Linked DNA regions of Mus musculus: regions 1, 3 and 4 are each linked to region 2. The links are chromatin contacts, called in public Hi-C and promoter capture Hi-C maps. All regions are on one chromosome and are shown on one strand. Each heading gives the region's core, a stretch centred on a gene start, on an enhancer-like site or on the middle of the called end of the contact. The rest is flanking DNA. Distances are from core to core; before and after follow the strand shown. Region 1 holds the start of Calcb (calcitonin-related polypeptide, beta). Region 2 holds the start of Spon1 (spondin 1, (f-spondin) extracellular matrix protein). Region 3 holds the start of Calca (calcitonin/calcitonin-related polypeptide, alpha). Region 4 holds the start of Pde3b (phosphodiesterase 3B, cGMP-inhibited).

The links. Promoter capture Hi-C pulls out the DNA fragments that hold promoters and counts their contacts. A called contact is a pair of places that touch in the nucleus more often than the background predicts.
Region 1: a contact with region 2 is called in a promoter capture Hi-C map of embryonic stem cells, with 11 times the contacts expected there. The contact joins the promoter of Calcb here to the promoter of Spon1 in region 2. A contact is called at or near these places in 9 of 39 promoter capture datasets (the C10 cell line, the HPC-7 cell line, embryonic stem cells and 3 more).
Region 3: a contact with region 2 is called in a promoter capture Hi-C map of embryonic stem cells, with 2.9 times the contacts expected there. The contact joins the promoter of Calca here to the promoter of Spon1 in region 2. A contact is called at or near these places in 5 of 39 promoter capture datasets (cranial neural crest, embryonic stem cells, liver and 1 more) and 1 of 115 datasets of contacts at active chromatin or transcription factors (large pre-B cells).
Region 4: a contact with region 2 is called in a Hi-C map of embryonic stem cells, with 2.7 times the contacts expected there. The contact joins the promoter of Pde3b here to the promoter of Spon1 in region 2. A contact is called at or near these places in 1 of 39 promoter capture datasets (liver), 2 of 484 Hi-C or Micro-C datasets (both in embryonic stem cells) and 1 of 115 datasets of contacts at active chromatin or transcription factors (large pre-B cells).

What each region holds. Positions count from the first base shown.
Region 1 is chr7:114,717,229-114,719,928 of GRCm38.p6, reverse strand. It overlaps Calcb (calcitonin-related polypeptide, beta), which reads right to left and starts at 1,286. Exons shown (of 5, transcript NM_054084.2): 1 at 1,207-1,286; 2 at 99-194. The coding sequence starts at 187.
Region 2 is chr7:113,764,723-113,767,422 of GRCm38.p6, reverse strand. Spon1 (spondin 1, (f-spondin) extracellular matrix protein) reads right to left here and starts at 1,425. Exons shown (of 16, transcript NM_145584.2): 1 at 857-1,425. The coding sequence starts at 1,094.
Region 3 is chr7:114,634,919-114,637,618 of GRCm38.p6, reverse strand. It overlaps Calca (calcitonin/calcitonin-related polypeptide, alpha), which reads left to right and starts at 1,262. Exons shown (of 5, transcript NM_001033954.3): 1 at 1,262-1,407; 2 at 2,398-2,492. The coding sequence starts at 2,407.
Region 4 is chr7:114,413,951-114,416,650 of GRCm38.p6, reverse strand. It overlaps Pde3b (phosphodiesterase 3B, cGMP-inhibited), which reads right to left and starts at 1,397. Exons shown (of 16, transcript NM_011055.2): 1 at 189-1,397. The coding sequence starts at 1,100. 4933406I18Rik (RIKEN cDNA 4933406I18 gene) reads left to right here and starts at 1,490. Exons shown (of 4, transcript NR_029437.1): 1 at 1,490-1,788.

The DNA of each region.
Region 1 (2,700 bases), core at 37-2,536, 950 kb before region 2:
TACCAATAACCAAGTAGGGCTACAGAGCCGCAGAGTTGACACACCCCAGGGGCAGCCGGAGGAGAGCCAGACTGCACTTCTGATTCAGGTTAATTTACCTGAAAGGGGCAGCCTGGAGGCTGCTGGCCAGGCACAGGACCCATATGCTGCTGAGAGCCAGAAAAGGAAAGAACTTCCAAAAGTCCATGATGTCTCTGTAAGAAGAGAAGAATGGTCCAATTGCTCAGGACTATAGACCCAGGTTCTATTTCTCCTACCACACTGCAGCTCTCAAAACGTGCAGTAGATGCAGTGTGGTGAGTGGCTTGATAGAGCAGAAACGAGTGGGGGAGAGTAGATGTGGTTTGCAGTTTCTGCTCGGTTTAAGAACAAGGAGGAGCTACCGGCACTCATTTGCCCCCAGCTTGCAGGAGAACACACGTGCCGCGCCCCTTTGGCTCTCATCTGTGAAGAAACCAAAAACCACCCAGAGATCCCTGCGCCTTGCTGTCCCGCTGCTAAGGATTTCTAACAGGTTGAAATTATTATAATCACCCTTTCTGAGAGGTTGCCCTGGGGAAGAAAGTTAACTTGGAACTAATCCCCCTCTCTCCATCTGCAGAGTTGGGAGATTTTTTTTTTTAAACTACCTCAGAACCGCAGATGAGGACTCCTCCTCCCCACAGCGAAGCGAGACCCACCTGCTTGCTGATAACCCCAGGAGGCTAAAGGCTGGAAACATCTGAGAGAAAAGATCAGTGCTCCCCAATCCCGAATCCAAGGAACTCTTTAACCTAAAACTGGTTAGGATGCGGCAAGACCACCTTCCCTCAAGGAGGGGGCACAGACGCGCCTAGATAGGGTCGCCCAGCTTCCAGTGCTGCTGAGTAGTCGTAGGGGTCCCACTTACTTTAGTTAAAAGAAAATGTCAAGACTGTACTTTCTGACAATGGCTGCAGGAAGGCGGAAATGTATGTGGAATGATAAGGAACCAGGACAGCAAAGGGATCCAAGTAGAGTGGGGTGTGGTGGCTTGCGCCTGTAATCCGCATCCTTAGGATGCTGAGAAAGGAGAACCTTAGCGTTTGAGACGAACCAACTTGAGCTATATAGTGGGTGCCAGGCCAACTTAGACTACAGTGTGAAATACTGCATTAAAAAGAGCAACCAAAAGGAAACAAACTAAAGGAGAGAGAGCTGTAGGCGTTGAGAAGTTAAGTTTCTCACCTGCTAGCCCGTGTTGGAACAGCGAGAGTGAAGTGTCCACTGCAGAAGAGCACACACACACGGCTGTAGGCGTCTTGTCCCCAGAGCCGTGGTCTCTTATTCTCGATCTTGAGGGTGTGGGGGGTCCGCAGTAGCTCTTCCACCAATCAGAGCTCTGACCGAGCTTCCATAACGTCATAGCTGGAGCTACTTACACTTCTGCAGGAGGGAGGCAGCAGTCCACTCCCTGTCTTTGAGGTCATTGCTGAGGAACCGGGTAGGAGTGGGAGTGGGGGTGGGGTAAGGATACAGAGAGGGTGAATTCGTCCAGAATGTGAGCAAACCTGAGTTTGACATCACGACCTCTTTAATACCTGAACTCCAGCCTACAACCTTTTGCTGCCCACTCCAATGGGGACCTGAACCTCGTAGCTGGACTCCCACGCAGGCTGAGTAGCACTCCCAGGTTCTAAAAGGACTTCAGTAGATACATCCACGATGATGACTGTCACAGGAAGAAGCGGGTCCTTGGATACATTAGGGTACTTCTGTCATACCTGTCCCAAATGGGCACTCTAGCAGTGCGTGCTTCCCATCACCTAATAAGGATAGAAACTAGAGAGTATTGTGGAGCAGCAGGCTAACAGACTGCACAGGGAACTGGGCTTTCTCCTCCTGTACCAGACCTTCCAAATCCTGCGCTATGGTTTTTACATCCCTCCCCCGCCCCCATTCAAATCCCCAGACCTCACACTGCTGTAGCAGTGTAGATTAAAGCACTTCCAAGCATCCCTGGCGGGTTTGCCTAGCAGGAGGCTGGCGCTCAGATGGCAGTTCCCTTCCCCTCCCCTGCATCTCCACCACCCCACTCTGCAGAGCTTGAGAGCTGAGCCAGGGTCCTGCACAGGCCACCTGAGCAACCCAGGGGTCAGCAGGGAACTTTCACACTCACTCAGCTGCTGGTTAAGCATCCATAGGTTCAGGCATCCGACAGCTGGCAGGTGACCTTTGGCATTAACACACCGTGTCACTGAGGAATACTCGGTTCACTTGCCTTCAGCAGAAGACTGTGTGCACGCACTAACCCAAATCAGTTGAGCTTTGGCCAAAAATAATCTCACATTTCTGCTTTCAGAATCAGGCATGAATTATGTGCACTGGGATAGGCACATCACCACTCTGGCCTAACCATGGGCATCACAAGTGCCCACCCAAGAAAAAGAACTGAGTATCTCCTGTTTTCCACGTCGCCCATTCTTCCAGGTGTGAGGAGAAGATACGCGGTGCTCAGCTACTAGAAAGTGAACTGACATCATTCCCAAGGCTTCAGGCTTTCCCTCTCCGCTGCTTGGTTGCAGCACAAGGACTCTCCAAGTGCCCAGCTTGCTGGGGGTTCCAGTAATGTGTGGAAAAGGCTATACCTGTGGCTTGGGAGATCCACACCTGGCCCTCAGTTTCTGAGAATCAGAAAGGAACTCAGTGTGTTTACTCAGGTCCTCTGAGTCACTTTTCTGA
Region 2 (2,700 bases), core at 176-2,675:
TCATGCCAGAAATCGCCCACCTGCTTGTACTGCCTTTCCCTGTGCTCTGAGCCCTACTCTCTACTGAGCTGCGTAAAGCTGGGCATCCCCAGGGCGCACAGCGTCTAGGCCGCCAGAATCAGAATCGCGTTCTGGGAATCCTGGGTCTGTTTTCTATCGTCACATTCCACCTTCCATTGAGAGACTACCCGTGTTGGGTTGTTTGTTTGTTTGTTTGTTTGTTTGTTTTTGAGGACCCTATTGCCATTGAAACCTGTCCTGGAAATCCAAGGGTCTCTGTCTTCTCCTGGGACATAAGAGAGTAATTCGGGGATCTTTCTGTGGACCCTTCAGGTTCCTCCTTCCCCTAACCTGAGACTGGTTAGGGACCCATCCAGGAAGTGAGAGTCCTGCTTGATCTAGAAGCTGGTATCTCTCCTTCGAGGATGAAAACCATGGGAAGAGATGCCCTACCTGGGACCCACCTGAGAGTACCCTCTTCCCCAGAGAGCGATAAGGAGAAATGTGTGTGTGTACTTCACTCTCGCCAACAGCTGGAGCGAAGTCGGGCTCCCTCCCAGCCAGGCTGGTGTGATGTGTGGCTCGGCTGTATTCCCCGGCTCGGGAACCCTGCGTTGGAGACCGGGGCTGTCTCTCCTGCCTGTAGCCTCCCCGACGGCCCCCTCCTCCCCCGACACTGTCTTGTTGGGTATAGTATAGAGCTGGCAGCTAAGGGGCTCAGGGCAGCCAGGTCACGGCCCCGGGCTGGGATGCGCAGACGTGGTACACTCGGGGACTGCGCTCCCGGCTCCAGCCTTGCTCGGGTCAGTGCCCTAGGGGTTCCTAGATCTCCGGTCCCCAACGCCATTCCACTCACCTCGGTAGCTGCTTCCTGGCTTATAGAAGTCAGGGTCGCCTTCCACGCGGAGGCTGAACTCCGTGTATCCCTCACGCCGTGTGCCCTGGGCGCGCAAGATGCGGCTGCAGTAGCCCTCCGACTTGGTCACTTTGTCCAGGGTCTCATCTGAGAAAGCTAGCGCTGCGGCCAGGGGCAGCGCGAGGGCCAGCAGCGCCGGACCCCGGCTAAGCCTCAGGGACACGGGAGACAGCCTCATCCTCGAGGGCCCCCCAACTTTATGCGGATGTTGCAGACCCTGTCAGGACACTCCTGCTCCAAGTGACGGGAGCTGCAGAGGCGAAACCTGGAGGAGCCCGGGTGGCGCTGGCGGTGGGGAGACCGTGCCCGCCTCGCTTTGGCGGCTGCGGAGCTGCGCTGCTCTGAGCGGAGCCGAGCAGCGGAGCTGAGGGGCGGGCGGTGGCGAAGGAGCGCGAAGAGGGAGGGCTGATTTGCGCCCGGATCCCCCAGCGCAGTGCTGTTTTGTTTCTGAGCTGGCGATTAGCGGGCGCTCTGGTGTTTGTTTTGTGAAGCTGGATTCCCAGGGTCTGGTGGGAGAGAGCCGGGATACGCAGACACGTGCTGGCTCAATCTACCCTGCCACCAACGAGGCTGCTTCCTCGGTATCCAGTTCCAGCTTGGGTCCTGTGGACCACAGTGCTCTGAGGAGGGAAAGCCTGCCAACTTAACTTTTGTTGCAAACCTACTCAGTGCCAGGCTGCGCTGCTGCAAGGTTTCCCCGCGGCGGCATCAGTCTACCACGTGCACTAGCGCCACACACCGTAATCATTTATTTATAGACAAGCAGATCCCCGCAGGCCACCTTTGCTGTGCTGGCCCGCTGCCTCTTACCAGGCCACCATATAACATATCACGCTAGAGGACCAGCAAGGAGCCCGAGACTTAGGCCCTGAGAGCAGCTGGCACAATGCCTTGGCCATAATTTTGAAGATTTTTTAAAATGTTTTTCTTTTAAAACAAGAGGAAAAGTTACTATTGAAGAAAATATTTTTTGCTACATATTAGTTTATTCAGCAGTGTATCTAAGCAATCATAAACTGTGAGGTTTTAAGAAGGAGGGGGCTTACAAAAATAAGTGTCTATTGCTTAGGAGCCTGGCCATTTTGAAATGTTCAAAGAAGGGCCTGTGTTTTCTTGGCTTAGATATTTAGTTCAGGCTCTTAGCCTCCAGGGACAGGTTTTTGGGAGAGGCCATAAGCCGGAATCTCTCTCAATGTCTCTCTGCCTCAGCCTTGTCATTTATCCATTGTGAGGTTAGGTCAGACATCCTTTCCAAGCGTGTTCCCTGCCCAGGAAGCATGGGGCAGGAGCGGGCGGCAGCTATTGAACCAGAGCTGTGTATGCCGAAATTTGGCAAAATCTCTCATGTGGAATACTTTGCCTCAGGAGACACCCTACTTGAAGATACCTGAATGCCATTGCTGCACACAAGCCTCCCCTGCCCCCAATGCCCTGAAAGGCTGCATTATTCTCCTTTATTCTTCCCAGGGCCTTGAATACTTCTCAAGTGCCTGCATCTAACAAGCAGTTTCGTCCACTTTCCAGACTCGCCTTTCCTCTTCCTCTTAGATTACAAACAGCCCAATAGAGCCATCAATACTGGAAATTCCATTCCTCACCCCATCCACTAACCACTGATCCCTCAGTCCTATGGTGTGACTTGTACTACCACCGTCAACTGGATGCTATCTTTCAGAAGTCACTGAGGAATAAGCCTTGTGGAAGGCCTTGTGTACTTCTCAGCCTTAGGAGAAAGCATGAGAACTGGACCTCAGCCTCTGATCCAACAGACCAGCTCTCTCCTA
Region 3 (2,700 bases), core at 13-2,512, 870 kb before region 2:
GGCTTCAGACAATTTGAGAACCACTAAGGATGCTTCTGTGGGCCACAGAGACTGCTGAGTGGCTGTGCTTTCTGGAGAGGATGCCTTTTTGGAAAGAGCGGAGAGTCTCTGTGCCAGGAGAAGTGTGACTGGGAGCAAGTGTGAGGTTTAGGATGGGCAGCATCTCCGCAGCACTGTCAAGCCTGCCTGCTCTTTAGCTCTTCAGCTCAGGGATCTAAGGGTGGGGGTGAGAGGGCCTCCCACTCCACCCCCGGATCAAATACAACTGGAACATCTTGGCAAACAGCAGCAGGAAGCAAAAGGACAGCTGTGCAAATCCTTAGGCAGGCAGGCAGCCTAATGAGAAGTGATAGATAGCCAGGCAGGAGGAGAAAAAGATCTACAATGGAGACTTTGGAGGCATCTGGTTCTTCTTTGTACTTTCCCCACTACCCCTTCGTACCCCCTACCCCAAGCAGGACCCAGCTAAATACAACCCCTTCTCACACATGTGAGTGTGTTATCCAGCGCATTAGGAATGCCAAGCTGAATACAGATGATTCACACTGGAGAAAGAGAGATTTTATAGCCCAGAAAACACCAAGGTTTCTTTCTACAAGCAGGCCCTTCAAAGGGGGACTATGATACCCACTGAAAAGTTTAATATGTTGAGGTTTCATGCAGGCTTTGGGGGTCTTTTGGGGGGTGTCAGATTTTTGAGGATTTTTTTTTTCATTTTTCATTTTACCTGTGGCCACATAACCCCAAATGAGGCAGCTGCCACAAGCCTCGGGTCTAACTGAGTCCTTGTGTGCAGTACCAACACCTCTGACTATCTGCCTAAACCTGTGTGCCACGCTGCCAGAACTAGCCTTGCAGATCAAGAATTCATCCCTCAGGTGCACTAAACTATTCTAGATTAGGCACGGACTTAGGTGGGGGTGGGGGTACGATTAGAATCAGACATGCAGCAAGGAGTGCTTGAGATACTGGACTCTACTCTCCAAGATTCTGAGATTGGAGTCAGGAATATTCAAAGTCAAGAAGGAAAGAAGAGATGAAATTTATCTTGATGTCAAAAGGCCCTCCAAATTCCCGCTAATTTTAAGGGTGGCTCTCACTGATCCGTATCATCTCCCCCACTTCCACCAATGACCTCAATTTAAATTCAAATGGTGTCATCTTGCTAGATGCTCTGAGTTCTGGAAGCACAGAGGTGACGCAATCTGTCTGGGGCATGGGGCCCTTCCACCTATTGGCTGCCTGGAGCCCCGAGACCCCTCCCGACTCACCACGGCGGGAATAAGAGCAGCTGCAGGCGCTGGGAGGCACAGGAGCCACTGCCAGGATCAAGAGTCACCGCTTCGCAAGCACTGCCTGGCTCCATCAGGATCCCCGCAGGCTCAGCTCCAAGGCACCGCTCACCAGGTGAGCCCTAAAATTCCTGTTCAGGTGTGTAGTTCTACTTTTCTCTTCCTCTCCCTCTTCTCTCCCGCTCTCGCTGTTAGTCCTTGGTTTGTCTTTCCTGACAATCCCAGTCCCCGTTAGTCATTAGTCCTAGCGTGGTTCGTGTTAGATCCCGATCCAGATAGGTCCCTACAGAACTGGTCCGCAGAGCCTTCCTTCAGTTTCGCTGGAGCGCAGGCTCCAGTCTCACGTTTCTCTCTCTCTGTACACCTGATCCACCAATCTTGGGACGCTGAGCTCCTAGGCTTCACGCGCGCAGTCGGGCGTAGCTCTTCTTAGATGGTGCTTTCAGTATTCTCGTTTCCTGAGAAATTGGTCCTGAGTCCGAGCCTAGGGCCAATATGTAGCGAACAAGAGTCAGTTGCCGCAATTGCAAACCCCGATTTGGGACCCTGGGATTAACAGAGAAGTGTTTTCCACCTCAACTTTAGATTGGTTCTTGTAGGCAACTGAGTTGCCAGAGGGTGGAGCAGCTGAGCAGTGCAGCCGTCAGTTTCTCAGATTTCAAGGCAGAAAGATTCCCTCTCCATAGACTTTCTTTCTCACATTCTTAGGTGTCTGTAAAAAAACTCACAAAGAGAAGACAACTCTACACTTCCCTGTGGAGACAGATGTAGAGACAGGAGACACCTGGGATTCGTAGAATCCTTGAGACTGATCTCACCACCACCACTCCTTTACCACCACCACCACCACCACCACCACCACCCCCGACCCCCCGCACCCTCCCCCTCCTCCATCTTTAGGGCTAAGATTCTTTCCAAACCGTATAGGCTACATGCACACTGGACAATGAGGGAACAAAGATGATGAGAAATGTGGTTATCAGTATGAAGCCAAAATGTCGGGGAGTCACAGGCATAAGCACACAGAAAGCCAGGTCCATGGGCTTATAGAACCTTGAACTGATATAAATAAACAAATGAATAAATAGACATTCTTCTCTTGCAGGAAGGCATCATGGGCTTCCTGAAGTTCTCCCCTTTCCTGGTTGTCAGCATCTTGCTCCTGTACCAGGCATGCAGCCTCCAGGCAGTGCCTTTGAGGTACGTGTAAAGACAGGAGTCCTAGTGTCCTGGGACTGGCCAACTTCCTGTTAACCACAGAGTACCGAATGTTTAAAACCCAACTATCTGGTGGAAAAATATATACATGTACATAGACACACATGTAAGTTCACTATAAGCTTAAATTTCAAGTAGCCCTTTAACTAACAAAATGCTTTCACCACTTCCCCCCCATATTTAGTATCAA
Region 4 (2,700 bases), core at 148-2,647, 650 kb before region 2:
CCCCTCATACTGGGGCAGCCTTTCCAGCGCAGACCACAGGTTGCTGCCCCTTGCTTTCCTCTGAGCGAGCCCACGCGCTTTCGCAGCTGCGCTCCTGCGCCGGGGACACGCAAGCGGTCCACCCGCGCTCCGCTTTCTCCTCCACCCCGCGCTCCTCTTCCCAGACCATGCCCGCCCAAGAACCCTACCTGTTCTCGGGAAATACAAGGCAACGACGGTCTCCTGAACATCTTGCCACTGCCATAGTAACCGGCTGCGCTTTCTCCCAGCGACACGCAGCTGGACCTCCTCCGGGGTCTGATCACAGGCACTTTTTCCTCCGCGGTACTCGCCGAGCGCGGCGGAGGGGAGGCTCCCCGGACGTGAAAGAAGTGGTCCAAGCCCAGGGCTAGCAGGCATCCCGCGCCCCCGACCAGGCACGACAGCAGAGGCCTGAGCGCGGGCGGCAGAGCCCCGAGGCCGGAGAAGGACACCCACCACACCAGGCCGGCGAAGAGCAGCACCAGGACGCCGTGCCGCAGCCTCACGCGGGGCGCGAGCGTCAGCAGCCCCACGCAGCTCAGCACCAGGCAGAGCCGGCCCGCCGCCGCCGGCTCCCCACGCAGCCACGACCACCACTGCCACGCCGCGAAGTCGCCCAGGTAGCAGCAGGCGGGCAGCGCCAGCAGCCACCAGGAGCCGGCGCCGCGGCCCGGGCCGCGCTGCGCGCGCGTCAGGAAACAGGTGAGGAAGAAGAAGGCACAGGCGATGCTGAAGAGCGGGCTGAGGCTGAGCGAGCAGGCGCTCAGCAGCGTCCGGAGCCCGGCTGCCGCGGCCGCCCAGCGCTCGGGCCTCGCGCCCAGCAGCGCGGCCAGGACAAAGGCGGCCAGGACGCCGAGCGAGAGGCGTGCCCCGGCGCGGAGCGAGGCCGCCGGCGGCTCCACGTTGCAGAAGCGGCAGAGGTGGAAGAAGAAGCTGCGCGGAGGGTCCTGCCGCAGCGGGCTCACGCAGCTCTTCACGTAGCCGTTGCGCAGGCTCTCGGGGGGCGAGGCGGCCGAGGCTGGCGGCGGCGGCGGGGACCTCATGGCTGGCGCGTCCCGCTCGCGCTCGTCTTTCCTCATGGCCCCGGGCCGCCGGGGGGCCGCTGGCGCTTGCCGACCCCGCGCCGCCCTCCGCGTTCTGGGCGCCCCGAGCTTCGCAGAGCGGTCACGGCTGCGCCCGCCGCCGCCACCGGCCGGGATCCCCGGCGCGCGGGCTGAGGGGCGGCGGCGTCCGCCTCATGCCGGCCACTGAGAGCGGCGAGAAGGGCTTCTTGGTGTCCCGGGACCGCCGCGGACGCCTCTTCCCTTTTCCCTCAAGCGCGGCTCGGGACGGGAGACGGCGGCGTCGCCTCCCAGCTCCCGCGCGCTGCAACAGTTACCTCACGGCCGCAGCCTGGTCCGTTGGGCGCGCGATCGGGCGCTCCTCCCCCGCGGCTGCCCCTGCCGGGCGCGCGCCCCGCCGGCGGCCCCGCGCGCTCCCGTAGCTCGGCCGGTCGCCACTGGGGCGGCCGCGGCCCGCGTCAGGATGCGCATCCGGGACCCCGCGGGGGAGCGCGCGCCCACGGCCCGGCTGGTCGCTCCAGTGAGACAGCCGTCGCGTCAGGCTGCCAGACTTGGACCCCTCGGGGAGCGCGCGCGGGCCACCGAGAGCTCCACTGCTGAAGTCGGAACCCCTACCCCCCGGACTGCCACAGAGCGGCGAGCTCTTTGGCAGATGGGAGGGACTGATCACAGTCCTGAGACGCCCCGAAGCACAGTCCCCTTTGAGGTAAGTCACATACAAGACCCACTCAGGTCACTGCGAGGTCTTGGGGAGACATGGACCCCAAGGGCAGTGCCTAGTGAGGTGAGAGCTCATGGTGTGCCCTCAGACTGTGAATGGAGACATGAAGCTGGAGGCTCAGCCAACACTGAGGCCAGACCAGAATGAAGAAACTCAACACTGTCAGTCACATCTGGCTTCCAGGGCAAGGGAGATTTGGGGCCCAGCAGCAGGCCTTGAATCCCTTCAGGGGCTCAAGGGAGGAGGACCCCTGGAGAGTGCACTCTGATAGCGAGCACGTCTTGCTGAAGAACCCTTTTCAGTGAGGCTAAGAACTAATATCCAGTCCTGTGATTAGCATCCTTGCCAGACATGCACTGTTTCACATAGACCTGCTGTCCCAAAGGTTCTTTCCAAGTGAGAGACTTGTTCTGTGCAACGGTGTGTTTTGTGGGGTGTGTTCTTTGGGGAAAGGAGGGAAGGGAGTCCCACAGTCCTAATACCACTATCAACTTGAATGGGGTTGGCCTTGAAAGAAGCCAATTATGTTTTCTGTGAAAGACCTGTGAAACTGGTACACTAGGAAAGACAAAAGTAGAAGTGATATTAGCAAAGACAGACGTAAAGGTTGGAGAAAAGAACTTTGCTGAATGAAAGGGATTGCCCTGGAATCCAACCAGTCATAACTGCCTTAGAAAGTGTAAACTGTTTCCCTCCACTGAAACTCCCTTCAACCTCATGACAGGCCTGCTTTTCTTAAAAAGCTAATTCCACATTTTTCCAGGGAGATGAGAAACCTTACTGTGTGGTAAATCCCACAAACAGACCTATTTTTCACCAATTAATCTAAGCCCATAGCCATGACCTAAAGCAGACCATTTTCATATATAGTCATAATTCACACACATAATAGAAATC